2 separate regions of the Triticum aestivum genome follow, and region 2 is linked to region 1. The links are chromatin contacts, called in public Hi-C maps. All regions are on one chromosome and are shown on one strand. The core of a region is the stretch at or near the end of the contact, and the rest is flanking DNA. Distances in the headings are between cores, read along the strand shown. Region 1 holds the start of LOC123136550 (DYRK-family kinase pom1). Region 2 holds the start of LOC123079497.

Region 1 (3,503 bases), core at 513-3,012:
GCGCTCTGGTGTCGTTTTCCCCCTTGGAGGCGTCATTCATGGAGGTACACACGGGCTTGGGGAACAGAGGACGGTTTCTTTGGTGGAGTGGTACTTCATCTTATACATTGATGGCAGCGGATCTTGGCGGCGTGGCGCTGTGGAGATTCGGAGTCCGATGCGCGGATATGAACTCGCACAGGGAGGTGGCGCTGTCTGGCGTCGTGATGGTGTCGACGGCAGTTGGACCGGACAAGGTTGATGCAGCAGTATAACACTGAAGATGGATTGATGGCAGGTGGCTGCGGCGGCCTCATACCCGGCAGGCGTCCTGGTTGAGGAGTGCGCCGGACTGGTAGGTGCCCCATACCCGGCAGGCGTCCTGGTTGGGACCTCAGGTCTTAGATGTTTAGGTTTGGCTGCGATGTCTGTTTGATATTAGGCCCTGGCTATCTGCGCCCCTTCATCAATTGGATAGGTGTAGCGACAGTTGTTGCTTAGACAATGGCTTTAGTCTTGCTGTTATATGTCTTTGTAAGGTCTTTTGAGAATAATTAATAAAGTGGCCGTATGCATCGTCCAGATGCAGATGCAGAGGCCAGGGGTCATCCTTCTTTTCTAAAAAAATAAAAATAAAGAGGAGCATAGATGAGGCCAGTATTTACTGGCGTTATCACCAGACCTTGAAGAGGACATGAACTGCTCGCTGGGACGTTCTTCTTCTTTTATAAATCGCTTTTCCAGCGGTCGTCAATTAAGATCACATCTGTGACTCTCTGTAACTGCAATCATTAAGCGTACAAACAGCACGAACGCAATCCTTTCCTTTTACTTCCTTTATTTAAGCACGTTTCTTTTGTTTTCACCCTACTATACTCCTAGTCAGTCCCCGAACTACCATGACAAGGAAGTCTCCAGTGCGACGTCGTTTTTACTGGACGGTACGCCTAACCAGACGAGACTAAAAAATTGAAGCGCCCGCCATGTTTTTCAGGTGGTAAACAAACAAGTCGCAGAGCTTCACTCATCTCATCCAGCGACCCGTTTTGCACTGTCAACCAGTCCTCTACTGTAGCCTTTTTCTTTCTTCGATCGCACAAAATCCACGCGCCCCACTGCGAGCTAGTAGCCCGTAACGCTCATCTACCAAACCGAAGAGAAACTTCGTGCAATTATGCAGAAGCATCATTCGTTGATCCATTCGGTAACCAGCCAGTGCACGATCGCACGGCCGCTCCGCTCCGGCGTGGTGGTACGATCGCACGGCCCGGCGAGAGCGCAATTATGCTCTCAGCTGCTCGCTAAAGCCGGAGCAGGTGCGGTTCCAACGGTAGGCCCGGGAAAGAAAGGTGCTCTGCTCTGCTGCGAAGGGAAGGCCGGCCTGCCCTACCACGGCAGGCAGATAGATCTGACGTCGTTGCCGCTGGACGCTGGTGCCTGGTAGTAGTACTACCTGGTAGGAGTGGTAGATCGGCCGATCCGCCGTGTCCGTCACGAGCGCCGCGCGCCGCAGAGGATCCGGATCACCCAGCGGGGCGAGAGGGGCGGGGGCGTCCAGCGCAACAGCGACTGACAATAATGACGGCCCCGCTCCCTCCACGTCGGATCGCAGGCCGCGCGCACCAGACCACCCACCGCGGCGCCCATCGACGACAGCGGCACCCGGGCCGACGCCGACATCGACACGCTGGCCCGCGGGCCCCGCCCGTCAGCGGGACGGCCCGCCCCGAGAAGGCGCTGTCGTGTGCGGGCGTGTTGGTTGGATCCCGTGCGGCCCTCGCCCCTGTCCTGCTAGTGCTGTCCAGTCTCTCGGTGCTTTGCTTCGCTCTCGTCGCAGTCGCGTCGCGTGCCGCGCTACCCGCTCGCCTCGCTTCAAATGGTGTTGGTGGCGGCGCGGAGTCAGCGGCGGGCGCACGAGTGATTCACTGGCCATGGCGCGTGGCGCGGAGGAGGCCGTCGGCGTCGTGGGGCTGGGGTTCCCCGCCGACGCCGGCCACGGCCTCGCGCTGCGGCACGGCGTCCACGCGGGGAGGCGCGGGGACGAATCCACCGACTCCGACGACCCCCGCCTCCCGCCGCTGCGGCTCGGCGCCTCCTACTCCGCTTCCGACGGGGCCGGGGCCGCGCTCGCCAGCCCTGCCTCCAGCTCCTCCTCCGACGCCTTCCTCAGCACGACCTCCACGCCTTCAGGTACACTGCGTGCTTGCACGAGACGCAGTCCACTAGTTTTTCCCCAGTGTGCTGAACCCTCCTGGTCCTCGGCGCGCGCGGCCGGCCTCCCGAGAGCGGGGCGTGTGATTGACTGGCTGCCGCTGTGAATCTCGATCTCCGCGCGTCAACGGGAGATGCATGCTTCAAGCTCGCGTGTGTGCTTTTGCTCGAGTTCTGAATTCTGATCCGAATTTTGTCGCTTCTGTTTCGGTTTGGCTGTTTCGCTTGGAGATCAGGGCTGCTGAATCCTTACGGGGTGTGGTCGCCGCCACGCGCGCCGTCGGAGGCGTCGGAGTTCGGCACGGCGCGCGAGTACGACACCACCGACCTCTTCTTCGGCGAGAACTGGCTCTACGACGACCACCTGTTCCACCGCGAGCCGGAGATCAGTGGTAAGAGCGGCGACGGCGACGAGGAGGACAAGTTCATTGTTGACCCCAACGTCGGCGAGATTGGCGACGACCGCAGCCGACGCCACGAGCGCAGCAAGGGCAATGCAGCGGCGTATACGAAACCGCCCTGCAGTTGCTGCCACGGGGAAATGGATCACAAGAATGGTCGGGAGTTTGTGAGGGATTCTTGGTCTGCTGTGTACGGGAGGTATCAGATCATGGACGACCTGACGGAGGTGCTTGATGAGTGCGGTGCAGACGCGCACCAGTTCAGGCGCAATGTGAATGACGATGCCACGCTCAAGGGCGGTCCGTTGGTGGATTCCAGGAGTGGAGATGACCAGGAGTTTGATCTCAGTGCTCTGGAGAAGGAGCTTCAGATGCTCAGTCCGTACTTGTCTGAAGACGCAAATGCTGCTAACAGTAAGTGCTTCTGCCCCCTTTCACATTCCTCAGGATCATTTGTCATGTTTGGCAAAATTCTTTAACAAGCTTGAAACGATTCACTCTGTGATTGGATTGTTTTCTGAAGAGATTATATTTTGTACTAGCACCTGACTGTCGCAATTTTAGAACATTGGTATATGCTTAAATTACGAACCCAGAACGGACTTGAATTATGATGTGATTTTGCTGGTTGATATGATGTAGTTTTTCTGGTTGATCCAGATTCGCGTACCTTTGTAATTCCAAAATTCGTTGTCCTCATATGAAGTGAATTTATTTATTTTTGCTTGTGTACTAGTTGGTTCCATTCTGACTTTATTTATCTCTTTCAGACCATAGGTTTAACCATGACTTCAGAGTAAAAGATGAACTAAATATTGACCTTATAACAGATGACAAAATTGTCGATGACAAGGAATTTCTAAAGGATAGTTACAGCGTGCACCCTTTTCCTGAGATTAGTATTCCTGAAGA
Region 2 (3,503 bases), core at 750-3,249, 350 kb before region 1:
CTGTTCAAGAGAAAGTACCAAAGATAAGTTAGCTGGCGTGCTTCGATTTTTTTTTCTGGTCTTTGTCAACAGTCAACACGAACCAGCATGTCTGCCAAAGTCTTCCATGTTCCATTGGTCGCCTTTCTCGAAAGTGTTCCTTCAGTTATATCCATAGATACAGGAAATTAAACACAAATGATACAGAACAATGAGAACTATATATCTTTCTTCATTACACCAAGAATTGAATCAGAAAATACCGCTTAGGCATTTAACATGACAGCTGCATAGAGATATATGTTGACATTAAATAGAGAGCACATTTTTACTCAACATGATATACAATCCCATATCCATTGCAATCAAAAAAATACTCCAGATTCTCTAGTACTACAAAATTCCGCCTGCAGCATTTTAGAATAAATCGCTGCTAATGATGGCCAGTTTAGTTCTAAAACGTATGGGTCTATATGCAATTATTAATTCTACACAATATTTAAGATATCAGCCACCCAATCACCCCCTTCAGAAACTTAAATACAGATACCATTTGTGTCAATTACAAATATATCCATGTTGTGCACAAGGGTTCCACACACATGATTTGAAAAATATGTTAAACTACAACTTGTGCACCCTAAAATTAAAGCCTAGGAAACTTCAGAGCTTTAATATTCAAATGAATCAAGCATGCATGTCGAAGAAGCATACCTGCACACGGGAGGTTGTATGATTCAAGCCATGTTGGGAGCATTACAGGCACAAAGAAGGCAGAGCTGTAGCTCCGAGAGGTGATGCTGTCTGGAAAAGAACTACTCCCAGTCTCCCCCTTATCAATGTCGAGTTCACAGACAAGGTCACCATGTGTGAAATAGAAAATGTTGGCATTGAATGGATCAATTGCAGAAATCCACGGCATTTCACATTCCCTAGGTATGGATTTGTCAGACAAGACCAGGTTCAATCTTTTCTCATGTGTTAGCTTCCAGGAGGACCCCTCGTCGTCGAGCGAGAACGAGTAGAGCATAAACGGCTCCTTGGTGGTCAATTCGACATAGCGCAGCTTCCCCTCGCTGACACCCAAGAGCCGGAACAGCATGAGCGGCGCGTCCATGTCAAAGTTGGGCAGCGAGCGCGGCAGCGCGACGAAGCCATGCTCCGGCCGATCGCTGAATGGGTCGACAGAGAAGACACCAAAGAAAGGGTCGACCCACCACAGCCGGTCGCCGAACGCCACCACCTCGTGGTTCGGCATTGGGCGCCAAGCCGGGGCCGCGGACGGGACGAACAGCGGCGGCTCGTCCCACTCCCCTGTTTCGGACCGAAAGCGGCGCACGACCCTTTGGCCGTCCCTTTCCCGGAGGCAGAGTTGAGCGACCACGAACCTGTCAGGCGGGCCGTGGGGGTCGTCGGATTGGGTGAGCAGGCCGAAGGGCGTGGTCGTCAGCGCGGCATCCATGCTGGGGACGGGGAGGCGGAACAGCTGGCCGCTGAGAGGGTTGCAGACGAAGCGCCTGACGCCCGGATCGACGGCGGCGGCGCACGCGGCCAATCCGGGCATCGCTTTGCTGCTGCCACCGCAGTCGCGGATGGCCTCGGGCCAGTCGCCGGTGTCGGCGAAGTCGAGGAGGAGGAGCCCGTCGCAGCTCGCGGCCTGGATGGTCGCGGCGGCCAGGTCCATGCCGTCGGCCAGGTGGGTGGGGACGGAGAGCTGGGAGACGCAGGGGGGCTGGTGGAGGTCCAAGGACGCGCGCGCGGCCGGCGACGGCGCCCCCGACGCGCCCAGCGCCGCCATCCTGTAGGTGAGGGCCCAGGGAGGGCGCGAGGCCGCCATGCAGAGGCAGCGTCGGAGGGGCGCCGCGGCGGCGCCGGCGACGCGTCGGAGCATCTTGCTTGCTTCTGGAATCTGGAGGCGAAGAGGGGCAGGGTTTTGCGCAGCTTTGTCCTTCTGGCCGTGACGTGAGCGATCTGTGGTGGATGGGAAAGAGGGGGTTTGGTGCACATGGACTCGGTCCATGCGTCTCTGGCTGGCCCATGGGTTTGGTGCACAAAGGAGCGGGTACCGTCTAGCTGTCTAGCCCATGGTCTCGCAGAGAAGACGACAAGATAAGGTGAGTTCGAACTTCGAAGTCCAAAAATTCATTAACTCACGTTTCAGATTTTTTTTTTCCAGAGTCCAAAAATTCGTTAACTCCTACTCCCGCCAAAATACTCTGCGAGTTCAAAGTAGCCCATGGGCTGTACACATTCGTCTAAATGTCAATTCTGCGATGAATCGGACAGTAGTCCGAGCGGCACGATGCATGCAAAGAATCAACATACATGACCCACTGAGAAAACAAGCACAAACAAGAAGAATTTACTCCAAAAAATAAACAAGACTTAAACTTCAGTGCGAAGATTTTCAGACCTTTGCCAGTAGCATAGCAGCATCAGGCAATCACGATTATAGTGGGAGGTGTTCATACAGCATTATCGCACTGTCAGTCACTGTCTCGTGCAAGTTATTTTTTAGGGCATTTACAAACCACACACATATTCGGAAGCTAGTGTTTACAGGCAAGCTGTGGAGTTTCGATAGGATCGACATCAGCTAGCTAACCATAAAATACCTTAGTAGAGAACTAGACATAAATCGGTCCTGCGCACGATATTCTTCCTGAGATCATCGACTAAGACAAGACGTTTCCCATGTTTTTCCCGAATGGAGAAGGTGGCAGCCTGCTGCCGATGAGATCGCGCAGCTCAAACTCGCTAGGGAACCTCTGTTCGGCTAACTTCGAGAAAACCTGGAAAGGTGGAAGCAAGTTTCAGTAAGCAAGAAATATATGCGTGTATTACTGCTAAAGTCATGTCGGTAAAGCAAGCCTTTTCCATGTAGCAGTTTTTCTAGGAAGAGCAACAGAATCTCATGAGAAAAAGAACATCGATAACACAAAGCAAAAGGGTGACTTTTTGTTTGTGGAAGCAATCTTTTAATATAATGAACTTGTAGTTGTAGTCAAAAGAAGTGGGTAGAAAAGCAATTTATGTGTTAACTTCGAGAAAACCTGAGAAGGTGGAACAAGTTTCAGCGAGAGAAATGTATAAGTGTATTACTGTTCAAGTCATGTTGGTAAAGCAAGCCTTATCCATTTAGCGGTTTATGGAAGATAGCATCTCTGTGATAAAACAGCAAGGCAAAAGGGTGATATTTTGTTTGTGGAAGTAATCCTTCAATATAATGAACTTGTAGTCAAAAGAAGTGGGTCGAAAAGCAATTTATGTGCTAACAGAAGTGAAAGAGAAAGGGCGCACACTAGAATCTCATGAAGCCTAATTTATGATGCAAGCATGCAGGAAAGCAATTTATGTGTTAAGAAGTGAAAGAGAATGGTGTGTCTGATGTAGGAAACATACCAAATCTCCATTGCAGTAAACTTCAAAGGCACCAGAACTTTGTAGGAAAGACTGGGCAAAATTGCCAATGAGCCAAATTGTCGCCATGGTTCCAAATCTATTGGCACGCAATGAGTAAAACA

Evidence for each region. Hi-C and Micro-C count contacts between places; a contact is called where the count stands out from the background.
Region 2: a Hi-C map of leaf shows a contact between it and region 1, with 2.3 times the contacts expected there. The contact joins the promoter of LOC123079497 here to the promoter of LOC123136550 in region 1. A contact is called at or near these places in 2 of 5 Hi-C or Micro-C datasets (both in leaf).

The regions. Positions count from the first base shown.
Region 1 is chr1B:528,511,999-528,515,501 of IWGSC CS RefSeq v2.1, reverse strand. LOC123136550 (DYRK-family kinase pom1) reads left to right here and starts at 1,762. Exons shown (of 8, transcript XM_044555962.1): 1 at 1,762-2,169; 2 at 2,427-3,005; 3 at 3,422-3,503. The coding sequence starts at 1,911.
Region 2 is chr1B:528,857,892-528,861,394 of IWGSC CS RefSeq v2.1, reverse strand. It overlaps LOC123079497, which reads right to left and starts at 1,999. Exons shown (of 2, transcript XM_044502274.1): 1 at 694-1,999; 2 at 63-139. The coding sequence starts at 1,999. The coding sequence ends at 66. It overlaps LOC123136575 (selT-like protein), which reads right to left. Exons shown (of 4, transcript XM_044555986.1): 3 at 3,382-3,503; 4 at 2,384-2,771. The coding sequence ends at 2,655.